Linked DNA regions of Zea mays: region 1 is linked to region 2. A link is a contact called in public Hi-C data. All regions are on one chromosome and are shown on one strand. The core of a region is the stretch at or near the end of the contact, and the rest is flanking DNA. Distances in the headings are between cores, read along the strand shown.

Region 1 (4,942 bases), core at 1,778-4,277, 150 kb before region 2:
ACTATGAGGACCTAGGTCTGAATAACCTGATCCCCGGGGTAAATAATCATCCCTCAAAGAGGGACGTCTATCAACTGGAACTCTAGGACTGTAATCAATCATAGCTCTGCTCCTTGGAGGAGGAAGTTCATCACGCCTCCCGTATTCTCTCCTTGGACTTTTCTTCAGGTAAACTGGAGCTGTACACAAATAAATTGTGGGAGAAGTGAGACGACTATAATACATTGCACTGAAACACAAATGAATAGTTACATATAAGGCCTTCAAACCTGGGGGCCTCCTGTCATAAGATCTCCCTGAAGGAGGTAAACGCCTAGCTCTATCTAGCATTGGCATAGCAGGACGTCTATCTCTGATGTATATGGGTCGTTTCAATGGATGGCTCCTGATTGGTGGTAAGCGACTACCAGCAGGCCGAACAAGGCGTGGTGGAGGCCTGCGAGGTGGAGGAGCACGAGCGTACTGTAAACGGCCACCCCGTGGGGCACCATGCCCGACTCTAAAATTTCCTCTCAATCCATGCTTCATTCTAGGTGGTCTCTGTAGTGGTCGCGACAGTCTAGCCCTTACTTTTGCCTGAATCAGGAAATTACAATCATTACAGAAAAAAGAGTGTATTTATAAGAGCACTGCAAATAAAATTGCAATTTGCAAAACAGACCTTGTGATCACCTTCACCAATTTCAGAGTTACTTATCCCTTCAGCACATGCAACAGCATTATCATGCGTATCAAATGTAACAAACCCAAAATCCTTTCTCTTGGCAGCTGGCATGTTTCGAGCAAGTTCAAGTTTCTCAATAGCTCCATACTTTTTGAGATATTTCTTAACACGGTCTTCATCCCATGAGGGAGGAAGGCCATCAAGAAATACTGTTCTGACCTGAATAATAAATAACATACATCAGGATGCAACAACTTTAAAGTTTAAACAGATGTGGTGGATACATAGAAACTATTGGTTACACATGCTAATGAGCAATTCATGTTTAATTGTAAGTTATAATTACTGTACAAAATAAGTAGTCACCTGTGCCATTATTTCGTCATCAACTTGAGGGTAGGAATCAGCAAAGGAAACCTTTGCACTACGATCAACTCCAAAGACTACATCCCTCTTCTGCAATATCCTGAAAGCATCCATTGCCTCAGGTCGAGTAGAAAACTCAAGCAAGGCATAGCCACGATTCATCCCAGGATTGTTTGTATCCTCAACCAGTAGTAAGTCGTCAAAACTTTCAACTCCATAACTCTTCAGTTTATCCTTCAACTGCAAAAGCCAAAACAAGTTATTTCTTCAGCAAAGAAGCAAATGAAAATCATGAAAACAAATCGCAAGTGTCATACATGTTCTTTTGTCCATGTTTTGCAGATATTGCCGACAAAGAGTGTATCATTGTCATGACTTGGAGCAACACCACATTGTTTACCCCGCACCTGGAGTATTAAATAAAATATGTAAGTCACATGAGAAAAGGATATAACAGAAAAATAAAATAGTCAATCTTAAAACCAACCAGTGGATTCTTTAGCTCTGAAACAGCACGCCTTGCTTGCTCTACAGTTGCATATCGCAGGAAGGCAAAGCCTTTATTCTTCTTTGTGGCAGGGTTCATCATCAGACGAACTTCAGTGATCTCACCAACTTCACCAAAAACCTTCTTAAGGTCATTTTCTGTTGCATCTTTATCCAGACCACCAACAAAAACTTCAAACTCTTTCCGCTTGCGGTGCTCTTTAACCATTTCATCCTGCTCTGCATCATCCACATCCACATGATGTTCTTCATCATCATTTTCGTATCCCTCCCCCTCCCCATCAACACCACCTTCATCAAGTTCCTCACCCACAATATCAGTCTCCACTTCAACCACATCTTCAGTATACTCCACCTCTTCATCACCATCCTCGTATTGTTCTTCATACTGCTCCAAATCTTTCTCATCATAGTCTACAGCAGCCTCCTCTTCATATTCTGGTTCATCCTCAAACTCAAGCCGTTCACCTTTGTCCTCTTCTTCATATATTTCTTTTGCAACTCCATCATCTAAAAATTTGGGCACAAGACACTCTTCCATAAGCTTACTTTAGGATAAAACAGTGAATGATATAAGACCCATATAGAGCAGAGCTCATCAGCCATAATTACAATAAACATATAATCTTCTTTGTTCTATTTCAAGCTAGGTAGAACCTATAGTAGTTTTTTTTTACCGGGAAAGCCTATAGTAGTTATTGTCAAAACAGAATGTCAAATAGCCACAGGCATCCAAATAAATATCCTGGGCGTGTCATCAATAGAATGGTCAAAATATATGTTCATGCTCCACCAAGTATAATAGGGATTATTGAACCATAATACAACTGCCATGCTACAACTAAAAATATAAATCTCTGAGGCCGCAGGATAGATCACAACAGAAGTCCACGACCACGACACATACACGAAATAGGAGCAGAAACAATACCTTCGCCGCGGTTGACACTGTTGGCTGCGCCATCGGAGCCTTTCTCCTCCACCACCGGCTGTTGCGGCAGCAGAGGCGAGGGCTGCTGCTTCAGCTCCTCCGCCACCTTCGGGGCCTCCTCGGCCGGCGCCTCCACAGCCGGCACCTCCGCCGCAGCAGCCGGCGCCTCCACAACCGGCGCCTCCACCGCAGCAGCCGGCGCCTCCACAACCGGCGCCTCCGCCGCAGCAGCCTGCGCCCTCCCCATCCGGCTCCTCGTCCCCGGCGCCTTCCTCGCGGCGGCAGCGCCACCCCTCTTAGACTTCGGCGGCATCTCCCACGTCACCGCAATAAAAGGGGAAGAAATCACCTGGACATCACCAAGGAAAAAAACAGAGATTCAGCGGAACCAGAGACCGAACCTGGGAGCCGGTGATGGAATCGTGGGGGCGTACCTGGTCGTGGTAAGCTCGCGGATCGAATTGGGATGTAGGCGAAACCCTAGCGCCGGAGCCCGGAGGCGAAAGGTGCGGCCTTCGGATTGCAGTGACCTGACACGGAGACCTAGCGACCTGACATGGCCTAGGTATTTTTTCCGCGGGGCGAATCGCGGTCTTATCAAATCGGGCCCGGAATTAGGATTAATTACGGATTTGCTAACAGATTGTCACGTTCTCGCATTGACCGCTTCCCACGGGATACGGGGCGTTCTGGTCTTTTCCCTAATTTTTATGACAATATTGTTTTGCGTATTATAGAAGGGTTTGCCTATACTCCCTCACTAAAATATTCGGGTTTTTGTTTAAAATACTTATTATTTTATTTTTCTACAAATTTTTATTTTCATATATTGTTGTCTTGCTAGCTGAACTGCACGTGCGACACTGTTAGGACGGAAATCTGTAGGACCAAACACTCAGAAGCAGAATGTCGGGTGGCACGATAATACCGTAAGCTAGAAGCGCAAATTGTCTTGTCAAGCGTGTCTCGTCCGGCTATCAACTATAGATACATATGTAGTTGGTGGACCTAAGTACTCTTATAATTTTGGTTATCAAATATATTCCTGATATGCATTGAACAACGGGGTAATTAGAGGACTGCAAGTACATGTTTCATGTTACACCAGAATCGGTACCCCTCTCTAGTCGCTGACAGGTGGGCCTGCAGTAGTTGAGTGTCGTCCCACATTGATCGAACAACGCGAGGACCTGGCGCCTATGAAAGCACCTAGAGAGGTGAATATGTGATCCTGCAAAATTAATTTAACATAACATAAACTTGGTCTAAAAAGAAGTCAGTGCGTACTAAAACCAAGTTTCAGACAGGAAGAAGAGAGAAAAGTTCCCTTCGCTTGATTGCTCTTCTAAGATATGAACTATACCAAGAGGAATATCATAAGTGAATAGAGAGAACTTAGAAAGAAAGTAAATCGCAAGAAAGTAAAAGACAAGTGATTCTTATCACGTGGTTCGACAAAGCCTACATCCACGTTGTGGTGTCCTCCTTTGGACAAGGGTTGCACTCAACCCTTCTTAAGTGATCATGTAGATTAAACTTGAGTGCCACAATTCTTTCTTATATCAAGTGTGTTCCTGTTTGCAAGGAATCTCCACAAGTTGGAGTCTCTTACAGCCTTACAGAAGATCAAAGTTACAACTTAGAGCAAGGTATAGAGAGAAAGTATACACGCAAGAGCAAATTGCAGCAACACATGCAAGAAAAAAACATAAGTGCACAATGTCACAAAGACGCAAGAACAGCTCAGAAATGTCACTCGGATCTCACTTAATCATTAGAACACTTTGTTGCAGAGTGTCGGAGTGTTGTTGTGCACTTGGAGTACTTGGGTACTGAATGGAGGCGCCTAGGGTCCTTTATATAGGACAATAGGTCCTTGGAGACGTTGCCTCCTAACTTAGAAAACAACATATCTGGGTTGTCTGCGAGCGCACCGGACTGGATTTGTGTGCCCCCCCCCCCCCCAGTTCAGGATTTGATTGACGCTTTTTCCATAGCTAGGTGGCACCAGACCAGGTCCGTGCACCACCAGACTGTCCAATGACGTCAGGTAGCCGTTGATCGTCAGGCGAAGTCTGAAGTAGCTGTTGGAGAAGCGATCCGGTGCACCCCAGACCGGTACTGTTCAAGATCCAGTGAATTTTATAATAAAGTTCTCGAGACCGCAACAGAATGGCCTAATCACACGGATCCGGTCCAGTGCACCACCGGACCGGTCTGGTGCAACCCAAACCAGACCAAGCTTGGCTCTTTTGAGCCTATCTCCTCCAAACATTTTTGGCTTTCTTTGAAGGCTTCCCTATGACTTGGACAAACATAATTAGCATGTAAATCAATTGACTGAGTGTGGGGAGCTCACCTCTTCTCCATATGTCGTGTTTTCGGAAACCCGGGGACAATAAGATCTGTGTTCGGCAGGGGTGCTAGTGTGGACTCACTACGAATGATGAGCCACGAGGGGCTCGAAGGTGGAT
Region 2 (4,609 bases), core at 1,493-3,992:
AGGTTGTTTCTGTTGAAATGCCACAGGCATTGATCTCCCTGGTACTGGAAGCATAAATTGGGGTGGTGCCATGTTGGGAGTATAGGAAGCTGGAATTTGAACACTGATCTTGGGCTTGGTTGTAGGATATTTGTATGCGGTGTCAGTCTGGTTAACACTGATAGTGTTTTTTGTTTCTTCTTGATTTTCACACTTTTGTTGAGTTGGGGAAGACATAGTTCTGAGCAACACCTTGCGTGAATCTGTGCACACCTGTAGACCATTTAATATAAATTAATTAAGTTATAAAAGGTTGTAAAGCAACCGAGCGAGTTTGGCTGAGGTACTAACTTTGCTAGATGGAGAAACAGAATTCAGCATTGTGTGTGTTTCATGCAATTCAGGAACATGAACCTCATATTTACCAATTAAGTCTGCTTCTCCACCAATAACTAAATCATCTCTTGCTTCCTGCTTTTGCAGCTCTTGTATAGGAGGTGAGGAAGCTGTATTGGGCTTGCAATAATGTAATCCATGGCAGGCCTGAAATTTCACGTATATATAGGTAAGCGCAAAATAGAAGCACAAATTTGATGCAAACAAGAGAAGCATGATAATCAAAATTAAGATGAGTCATATTACTAAATGGCTCCACAAAAAATGTATTATGATTTACATTAGGATACAGGCATATACATTATGGTGTGCAGAAGAGAGTCACCCATCATTTGACAAGTTTGTATGGTATGATGTGTAGAAGCATGGAATTTTATCATTTCTATTTTATGAAATAATTCTAGCTCAAATTTTGCACATCCAAGCATACTGGTTTAGTTGATTAGAGAGTTCACGTGTCTAAGCACTGAAAAGATATTCAAAATCAAGGAAATGATCCAACAGCATGAGCGAAAAGGATGGGTCAATATTTTCAACAAAAAAGGTGTCTGAAATAACAGTGAAATAAATCATGAGAATTGAGTAGACCTTTTCATGTTTGCTCCCATTCAGATCAGGAGGGGCTGAGGATGTGCAGGAAGTAGTTTCCTGCAAAAATATCAGCATGGCATTAGCGGGTAGCAAACCGAAAAGCCAACAGAAAAATAGTTGAACAAGGATCCCATGCCTGTTTGTTAATAACTCCTGAGTTAAAAGTTCCAAACTGAAGAGTAAATGAAGGGGATGAATATCCTGGTGGCCAACATCATCAGAATTCATAAGGTAATCTTATCCGATATTAAAATGACAATCAATTTAAAATATAACTACAGGACTTGTTGCTACTTATCATGTTAAGCTCAAAATTCTTGCCAAGCAGAATAACCTTTTGTCTGTAGTGTTGGGGTTGGGGAATCTGCTGGCCAGGTTTCTTCAGCAGAGACACAACTCAAACCATCACTCTGAGCAGGAAAATTGGAAGGTTTCACATTATCCAGTGATCCGAAAGTCTCTACGAAAGAGAGATCATCAGACAGTTTCTCTAAGAAGAAAGCTTTAGCAAGGTGGTTTATGATGTGATATATACTAGCTAAAGTGGTAACAGGAAAGCAATGAAATCGGTTTCTAAACATTCTGATCTCATCAATATTTGCTAGAAACTTACCATAAAGGCAAAGATGCCATGCGAAAGGGTTATATAGAAAAAAAAACAGTAGAGTTCCATGTAGCACCACTACAAAATGGCATGGTCTACATCCACACATTCTTATGTGCACGTCAATCACTCAAGTATGCATGTACGATCAGAGAAAGTGATGGTTCCGAAAGTTCACATACTACAGGCATTTGCACCTTGGTTCACTGGTCCCGTGTGCTCAGCAGAGGCACCACTCCCACAAGGAGGAGCGCAGCCAATGGCATTCCCCTGGATCGGGACACTCGCCGGCGATCTCGGCCTGTACTGCTGCTGCACGCTCCCGGGCCTCCCGCTGCAAATAGATGCAATAAACATCATAACAATCAATATACAGTTATACACGCCGACACGATGAATAAACAATAACACGTGTCTCACCTCCGGTAGGGCGGCGATCGCAGCCGCGTAGCCGGAGCGGTGCTTCCACGGCCGCCGGAGACGACCCAATGCGAGCTACTGCCGCTCCCGCGGCCGGGCCTCCGCGCAGTGGTGGCGTGGTCGTTCAATCGATCCGACCTAAACTGGTTCCTGTACATATATCCCCGCTTCAATTCGATCTCTGCGACACCGGGAAAAAAAGTTTGAAGCTCGTACCCACAATGGGTTCGGATCAACAATTGGTTTAAGGCGTTAAGCTATAACCATACAGAAGATTGAAAAGTGCATGGAAAATCTCGCTTAATACTACTTTGAGATTTCTCTCTAAATACATTGCAGCGAAGCCACCACCAAAAAAATTTAAAATATATTGAGGAAAAGAAAAAACGAAAAAAAATCCTTGCGGTGAAAGGATCGGCGCCATGAATTTATTTTTAGAATGCGACTAAGATTAACCAAATTGCAGGAAATATGGAGCCCAACGAGCGGGGAAAAAAAACCCCAGAGAGTCGTACATGATCAGGCGACGACAAGCAGCGACAGGAAACACGGTCGGGTTTTAGGTTTAGTGCCGGTGCGGCGAAGGCGGAATGGAATGGGTCGCAGAGCGAATTTGAGAGGCAGGGCGACGAGGGCGAGAAGGCCGGGGGAAATTTGGAGGGAACTAAAGGTGTTGGTGGGTGGGGAGGCGAGACAAGTGGAAGGCCGGGACGCGTGTGAAGGTCTGGGCGGTGATTAACCACCGGTGCCAGGATTAGCAATGGGAGATTAGTGGTTGAGGGTTTAAGCGCAAACCGCTCCGGAAGATGCTATCAGCTTCTACTGTTAGTAAGGTGCTACCACTACATCGGATACGACTATATGAGTGAAAGGTACGGTTTGAATGCACTGAGTTAGAATTAATAGTTAGTTGGCTAAAAAGTCGATAGTAGAATTAGCTATTTAATAAATAACAGACTAACTATTAGCTAATTTTAGCTGAGTTGAACTAGATAATAACTAATGGATAGTTGAGGGTGTAACTAATACTCCATCCGGTATCATGTTATTTGTCGTTTAGGACAATGACACGATCTCTAAAATATAGGTTTGAATAATTTTTTTGTTAAAATATAAATAAACTCTTAATGCATTTATACTTATATAAAATATTTTTTAAGACAAATCGATGCATATAAATATTAGGTTTCAAAACTAAATAACAAAACAATTGTGTAGTCAAAATTGTATAAGTTTGACTCAAATCTTGTCCAAAACGATAAATAATAGAACACCGAAGGGAATAGTTAACTAGACTATAAGTTAGGGGGAAAGGGGTGGGGGAAAAGGATGAGGAGAAAAAAAAGGATGATGGCTGGCTCCAGAAGCGTCTTCTTCCTGTTCATCATCGGCCCGCGTTGCTGCGCCCGTGGTCCATGGGCCGCTTCCTTTGTTCTCCCCCCCCCCCCCCCCCCCCGCACAGATCGGTCTTCTGGGAGGTCGCCTTCGAACGAGGCCCAGTGCGACGCGCAAGTCGAGTCGGCGAGTGGTGGAGGGTTTTCTCCTGGTGAGCGTCTAGGGTTTTCGCCCGATTTTGTTGGTTCTCATTCATTTCCCCATTTCGCGTCGCGTCTCTCTCGTCTCTGGTCTCTCCCGTTCTCGACGCGTTCTAGCTTCATCGGTGGTTGGTTTTCTTCTCTGTTTCATCCGCCTGAAGTTGACGAGGAGTGGTCCCTCCCGGGTCGCTCTTCTGCTTCGCGTCGAATGGATCCGAAGAATTGTAACCCTAACTGGGACCGATGGGGTCCAAAAGACGCCCCTCAGGGTTCGCAGTCTTGGGGAAAGAATCGGAGTCTTAGCTGGCGCCTGAAGCCGGGTTCTGGAAAACCCGAGAACAAGGGTGACATCCTTACCTCTTCTTCCGGTGATGGCGGTCGGTCAGGTATCCTTAAAACCCCCCTCCCCCTATTCTGAAAAAAGAGAATGAACTGGTGCATCGTTTTTTCTGCCAAAAATGCGGTACGGATGGGCATCATGCTAGGGACTGTTTCAAATCTTTATGGTGCGAGATCTGTCGCAAGGAAACTCACAACACAGCGAGGTGCGTTCTCCCCAAACAAAACAAGCCATGTATGCCTATTGTTGGGATGGTGGCGGATGGGTTAGGGTTTTACTCGTCTCACTTTTCCAAACCTATGTCAAAAAAACCTAAGCGCAGTTTCATTGGTTTGGTTAAAGTGGTTGAGGGCTTGATTTCGGCTGAGGATCTTGAGAAGGATTTTGGATTTCATTTCCCCTGGGGCCGTACTTGGAAAGCCACCAAGTGTCACTCTGGTTTCCTGATGCAATTTCCTTCTCAAGAGAGGCTTGATGAAATGATCAATTTTCCTGAATTGAAAATGAAACTGTCTGGAGCAAAAAATTCTGTTTCTTCTTGGAGTTCACAGGCTAAGCCAAAATCCAAACTCCACTCTATATGGATTGTTGCTGAAAATGTGCCTGAAGAACTTCAGAACTACCAGGCTATCTATGAGTTGGGCTCCACAATTGGGGTTGTAGAAGAAGTGGACATTTTGTCCTTAGATTCTAAAGATATTGTGAGATTCAAAGTTCATGTCAAAAGTGTTGCCATGATTCCTC

What was found. A called contact is a pair of places that touch in the nucleus more often than the background predicts.
Region 1: a contact with region 2 is called in a Hi-C map of leaf, with 4 times the contacts expected there. The contact joins the promoter of LOC100216781 here to the promoter of LOC103641899 in region 2. A contact is called at or near these places in 11 of 25 Hi-C or Micro-C datasets (bundle sheath, ear, leaf and 3 more).

The regions. Positions count from the first base shown.
Region 1 is chr10:136,627,015-136,631,956 of Zm-B73-REFERENCE-NAM-5.0, reverse strand. It overlaps LOC100216781, which reads right to left and starts at 3,027. Exons shown (of 13, transcript NM_001359499.1): 1 at 2,903-3,027; 2 at 2,469-2,817; 3 at 1,518-2,047; 4 at 1,348-1,437; 5 at 1,031-1,270; 6 at 662-883; 7 at 270-576; 8 at 1-179. The coding sequence starts at 2,781.
Region 2 is chr10:136,472,162-136,476,770 of Zm-B73-REFERENCE-NAM-5.0, reverse strand. LOC103641899 (eukaryotic translation initiation factor 4G) reads right to left here and starts at 2,742. Exons shown (of 11, transcript XM_008665204.4): 1 at 2,506-2,742; 2 at 1,991-2,171; 3 at 1,768-1,904; 4 at 1,301-1,426; 5 at 1,103-1,167; 6 at 964-1,023; 7 at 331-522; 8 at 1-252. The coding sequence starts at 2,148.